Regions from separate parts of the Zea mays genome. Here region 2 is linked to region 1. A link is a contact called in public Hi-C data. All regions are on one chromosome and are shown on one strand. Each heading gives the region's core, a stretch centred on a gene start, on an enhancer-like site or on the middle of the called end of the contact. The rest is flanking DNA. Distances are from core to core; before and after follow the strand shown. Region 1 holds the start of LOC541625 (histidine-containing phosphotransfer protein 2). Region 2 holds the start of LOC100278572 (serine/threonine-protein kinase CTR1).

Evidence for each region. Hi-C and Micro-C count contacts between places; a contact is called where the count stands out from the background.
Region 2: a contact with region 1 is called in a Hi-C map of bundle sheath, with 2.9 times the contacts expected there. The contact joins the promoter of LOC100278572 here to the promoter of LOC541625 in region 1. A contact is called at or near these places in 2 of 25 Hi-C or Micro-C datasets (bundle sheath and tassel).

What each region holds. Positions count from the first base shown.
Region 1 is chr2:169,910,933-169,914,111 of Zm-B73-REFERENCE-NAM-5.0, forward strand. It overlaps LOC541625 (histidine-containing phosphotransfer protein 2), which reads right to left and starts at 1,388. Exons shown (of 7, transcript NM_001348552.1): 1 at 1,263-1,388; 2 at 1,054-1,174; 3 at 819-952; 4 at 657-725; 5 at 12-83. The coding sequence starts at 1,113. It overlaps LOC103649070 (EEF1A lysine methyltransferase 1), which reads right to left. Exons shown (of 3, transcript XM_020549047.1): 3 at 2,639-2,791. The coding sequence ends at 2,639.
Region 2 is chr2:170,128,892-170,132,007 of Zm-B73-REFERENCE-NAM-5.0, forward strand. LOC100278572 (serine/threonine-protein kinase CTR1) reads left to right here and starts at 1,837. Exons shown (of 17, transcript XM_034059670.2): 1 at 1,837-2,670; 2 at 3,060-3,116. The coding sequence starts at 2,212.

The DNA of each region.
Region 1 (3,179 bases), core at 138-2,637:
TGAGTACTGACCCGTCTCTGTTCTTATCCTGACATAACTGACGGAACTGCATGCAAGTAAACTTCACTTTCTGAGCGCCAACACTGGAACAGATCAGACAGATACCAGCAAACTGGTTCAGTTACAAGGATTCTGGAAAGCACATATCTAGCAATGGAAGCCACCACATAACAACGAAATAATAAGTTTTAATAACTTCAAGGCTCAACTCTGCAGGAAGTTGACAACTTGACTTGCTTGATGGGGAAGTAAAAATGGTCTGCCGTACAAGTTCTGAGTAAGCGTGATAAGTATTTTTTTAGCATGCCACAATAATGATAACTACCAGTCCAACTGGTAAGCGCACAACCACTGAAGATGAGGCTCTGGGATTGATCAGCAGAATATGGATTTTATATTAGGAGGTTTGAGATACGATACAGCAACCTGAGATCCAATCTACACCAAAAGGTCAACGTTGCACAGGGCACATAATTCCCAAGGCAGGAAAAACTGAGATGCTTTACCATGACAAGCAAAGTAACGTTTAAGAGGTGTCCTACCGTCATCAGGTTCCAGTTGGTGAAACTACCCATTCATCAATACCTCACAGTTTTGTAACATGGGAAGTGGCAAGATGCCGCAAGAATATTAAGAATTCCAGTGCGAAATGTTACCTGGCGCTGCTCCCTTTGAGCTGATGCACGTAGGCGTCCACCTTATCAAAGTCCACGATGGGCTGGTCACTGCAAGCAAAATGCAAATCACAGAGCAGGGCAAGGGCAAGTCAATAGATCCTCTTTGTATGCATAGAGCAGAAGGGGACGAAGAGCGCGTACAGCAGAGCGGCGAGCTCGGAGATGATCCTGTCGGCGTCGTCGCAGAAGAGGGTGACGACCTCGGCGACGAAGCCCGGCGTGCCCCCGTCTTCCTGCAGCATCTGCAGCTGCTGGAACTGCTCGTCCACCAGACCCTACACGGCAACCGCGACATATAAAGACACACAAAAAAATCGCTAAATCCTTCATCCCAATTCGATCAATCAGCACGGGAACAGAGAGCGACCGGACTCACCGAGGCGAACATGGAGGAGAGGAGAGCGTTGAGTTGCTCCCTCAGCGCGGCGGCAGCCATGGCAGCTTGCTCGAGGAGCCGAGGCCGGAGCGGGCGGTGGTGGCGTAGGAAGTAGCCAGAGCTGGGAAGGAATCGAGGGGGTGGGGTAGGTGAGTTGAATCCGATCAAGCCGCGACCGCGACAGTGACGAGGGAATCTATTTATAAAACCGCGGGCGCCGGTGAGGAGTGGGGGATTGGATTCCTGAGCTGTGGCCACGGCGAGCCCCGCCGCCCTAACCGTGCTCGGTGGTCGACTCGATGGATTCTCTCCTCTTTGGCTTCCTGCTGCAGCGTCGACTGTCGATGCTTGAATGCTTCCATCCCTGATTTCCCTATCTTCCCTTTTTTCCCCACTCTCGCCGTTTTCCTTTTTCTTTTTTTTTTCGGGGCCTTCCTTTTTGGAGCCCTCGGTTCGATGCGCCTGTACACGTGTATGGCTACTGTGGCACTGGCCATGGAGAGGAAAAAGGAGCCGTTGGCTGATTTCGTGTTCGGCAGTTTTTTTTTGTGAATAGCATTGCTAGACTAGTCCCTTTTATTATCTCATCAATAGCTAGCTAAAGTGCAGGTTTTCATTTGAAGATTGAAAAATAATTTCACCATGATGCCAATAAAACAAAATGCTAGTACGAAAAGGTTATTCTATGATTTATACTTTATATGGTAAAGAATAGGATTTTATGTTTTATATAGGGGAAAATATGTTTGTGGTGCAAGTGAAACATCTTATGGCCAAACTTGATGCTTGTAACTTAATACACTACTAGGTGAGTGCCCGTGCGTTGCAACGGAACCGTATAATGATACGATAACTTATGTACATATGTGTGTATATTGTTATAGATATGTGTCCGTACGTTGCGACGGAAGTAAAAGATTTGTATGAAACATTGATACGGAACGACAAACATCACTATGATAGACTCTATTGTAGAGTATTTTTTTCTCTTCTCATTTCCCATTATCGTTATCACTTCTCTTTTAACGAGAATTTTCTTTCTTATTTTATTTTATTTTATTTTATTTTATGTAGAAGTGTAGAACCATATAGTATTAGATCGACATGCTAACAACTGGGTGGTGGTATTTTATCTACTATCTTTACTACTATAATGCACTACTTTTATCAGTTCAAAAAGATATGTAATGCTCAAAGGATAGTGTTTGCGGATGTTAGAGAGCCGCTACTACCAACTTTGCTCGACACAGAGGACAGTGTCACCAAGCGCCAAAGCCCCCCCCCCCCTCGTGACACCCTTCGTTGGAAATTTTCCTGAGTTTGCCTCGTGACGGTCTGGATTTTGTGGGACGAATTCGCATGCAGCCCAGAACAAGGAGTCAAGGGGTACAGAGATACTGAGATAAAAATGTCTCATGGGCTGGGTGGGCGGCTGGGCCTCCTTTCCCCAGTTTAAGTTACAGAAAGGATCAAATTCCAAAACATATTACAAAAAGAATCCTGCTGGTGGTAGTACGGGTAATAGAGTAGAAGAATTCCACCACACGATTCGCAGAAAGAATCAGTGTACACAAGTCAATGAAATCTAGAACTCGTCGTTGGAGCAGACAGATGACAAAACAACAGTTTCCTCCCTGATTATGCACGAGCTCAAGTGGCTGCTGTTTGGAACCTCGACAGCTTCACGGCAACCTTCCTCTCCTTCCAAGTCCGGGAAGGTGGTGGTGCCGGAAGGCCTCTGCGCAAACGGAAAGTGAAGAGAAAAACATTGTCATTGTCACTCTCATTGCTTACATCACTGCTTGTTTCTGGAGCATTGTCACCGTCACTGCCTTCATTAAGGTATCTGCAGCTGAAAACAAAAAAAAAGTTCCAAAAGATCATAATTATCTAAGGGAATGTTTTTTTAAAGGAATGTCCAAGAGAAAGTTGACCATAAGAGTACACAATAATAGTAACAATTGATGTATTCATGCATTACTGAAAAAATGAACATTATTTCTAAGACGTCTCTGCTAGTCCAATTCATAGAAAGTTGAAACAGTCATGCATTCTGATTTATTGTCAATGGAGGCCAATTCATAGAAACAGTCATGCATTCTGCTAGTCCAATTCATAGAAAGCTG
Region 2 (3,116 bases), core at 587-3,086, 220 kb after region 1:
AGGAACAGAGCCGCTCTGTTCAATGTTTGGTAAGCTGGAACGGAGCGGCTCTGTTTTTTGTTTGGTTGCAGAGGGAGGCGCGCGAGCTGCCGCGCACGGATGGGAGAGCGAGCTGTGCGAGCGGGCTGGGAACGGAGCGGCTCCGTTCCATTGATTTTTTGGAGTGGGATGGTTCCGGATCTGAGGAGAATATTCTCTAATTGGAGTCACTCCGTTCTAGTTGCTTTGTAACCAAACAACAACAAAATAGAACAGAACGACTCCGTTCTACTTGGCTCTCTAACCAAACACTACCTTACATGCCATCACATGTGGATGCCACTCTCGATGACATAGAAGGATAAAAAATTACATTCGGCTGGTATATAAGGGAATAGAATTATTTACGATGGTAAATAAGGCAATGAACAAAATTATAGTGACATACAAGGAAATGTCCCAAAGATTTAAAAATATCTAACTGACATGGCACATGTGTGGACCAACTAGAACATATCACGTTGCTAAAAGTTGACCAAAATCGATATTGGTTTGAGACAGTACCAACTAGATCGTCCTACACACTAGTCAGTGTTGATCGGTCAATACTGAGCAACATCAACTTCAATATGGTTGGTATCAATTAGACCAACCAATCAATAAACCCATCGAACGAATAAACGGACCAAGAGGTCGACACAATCGGTACCGACCACATGATGCCCACCCGTTAGACTAATCATGATTGGTGGGGAGGCATCGTCACTCTGGTTGCCCGGTTGAGCTCGAAATGTCTAGCCAAGGCTAGGGATGACAACGAAACTCGTGGGTGTAGGGTTTACAAACTCGTAACTGCGAGGTTAATACCAAATATGTACATGCACACACTACCCGCGATGGGTACAATATCCTACCAATACTCGCTACCCGCGGGTATACCCATAGGCACATAAATGCACATATTTTAACCTACTAGAAAAATACATTGCCCTATCGGACGCTCTACCATTCACATATATCGTGTATAATGCATGCAATTGAATATACATGCATATTCAACTATCATACAACTCTTTTTGTGTTTTTTGAATATACACGGGGATGGATGGATCTTGGATCCCAGGCTGCTCCCAGTACCAGGGGCCAGGGCGATCGGACAATGACAATGACGAACATGGATAGACATGTCAACAGTCCAACAAAAACTGACCTCTGAATTAATGACAATGCTATTCCCGATCATCTGATTATCAGTTTTATCCTTTAATCAACTACATTTGATTTTTTCCTTGCGCTAATATTTTGATCCAACACACATGCTGCCTTTTGTCTTGGTACACAGAAGTTGATGCTCCGAGGTACCAACAATAGGATAATCTAGAATAGCATTGTCATTAATTCAAAGGTTAGTTTCTGTTGGGATGTTGGCATGTCTAGCCTTGTTCGCCATTGTCATTGTCAGGTCGCCCTGCCCCTTGGAACTGGGAGCGTCCTGGTACGCAGAAGTTGATGCTCCGAGGTGGGCTCGCGAGTTATACTAAATTAATTAATCTACAAAATAGTAATGGATATTGAATACTTCTATAATAGTATGATTGTTTCTTAGCTTTTGATGATGGATTTATGTAATTTTATAATTTAGATTAATTATAATATTGAATGATGATTGTATATTCCATATTTATATATTTTTAAATATTTATAATATAATAATATTTATCGGTTACGGCTCCCGAACCTTATTCTTAGCTCATAGCCTCATACAATGCCGAGCTGACCGAGCAGGCTCGTTTTCGGCCATGACTGCGCTGACCTTAACTCTGTAAATAGCCATGCCCATGCAGGCCGTCTCTGGCGGCGGGCGGTCTGGTTCGTTTTCTCGGCTGCTGTTTGTCACTCTGTGTGGCCACTGCTCCTATCCGCAGCCACGCGCGTTGTCGCCTCCACGGCCCACGCGGACACGCCCACCGCTCGAAGCAGCGTAGCGACTAGCGAGCATTCGCACAGCGGCTCTCTTTCCTCGCGCAGTCGCGCTAGACAAGCGGCTGCCTCCTTGCAAGTTGCTACTGCTACCCTCACCCTACTACCGACGAGACGTCGACGGCGACTTGGTCTAAGCCCCGCCCACCCGCCAATTGCCACCAAAAACTAACCGCCTGCTCTTTCAGGGGAGCGGACCCGGACGACGAGCCACGCCGACGCTAGGGTTTGGTTTCGCCGGCCTGCCCGGCCATGGACCTGCCCCCGGGCGCCGGCCGTCGCACCACCTACTCCCTCCTCCCACAGTTCCCCGACGACGCCGCCGCACCTGCTCCCGCCCCCGCCAACATCCTGCAGCGCCAGTCCAGCGGCAGCAGCTACGGCGCCGGCAGCTCTATCTCCACCTCCAGCGACTACCCATTCCACTTACAACCCCCCGCCTCGGCCGCGGGGGTCGCGCCGCCCGGATCGGCAGCGGCGCCTCCCGGGGCGGCTGGCTCGCCCTGCAAGAGCTGGGCGCAGCAGGCCGAGGAGACCTACCAGCTGCAGCTCGCGCTCGCGCTCCGCCTCTGCGCCGATGCTGCGTGCGCTGCCGACCCGGGCTTCCTCGACCCAGGCGATTCAGGAAGCGGGAGGGGCAGCGGTAACGGGAGAGCCTTCCCGCTCGCGCAGCCCGCGCCCTCTGCGGAGTCGCTCTCGCATCGCTTCTGGGTACTCTCAGCATACCTTCCCTTCCTTTGTGTTTCTCTCTTTATGAGAAATCCAAATTTCAGAATGCTGCAACATGGTCAGTTGGTCACAAACTGTGCTGAACAAACCATTAATTAACCTGCAAACAAAAGCCTTAGGTTCAGTTACTTGACTTGGTAGATCATACTGCAGTTCATGCTTACCACATCTTATGTTTGGATTGCAGCTGGACTCGTGTAAAATGAAATCATACAGTATGTCAGTGTATCAAACACCACCAAAGATACATTTATATATGTGCAATTGGAATTCTATGTACTACCTATTGAGACAAATCTTATTGTTGTATTTGTGTTGTTTGTAGCCGTCCTGTATTTCGCTTTCATGCTTGGTTCCTAATGCCTTTTTAGGTAAATGGTTCGCTATCATACAACAGCACAATACCAGATGGATTTTACTTGATTCAT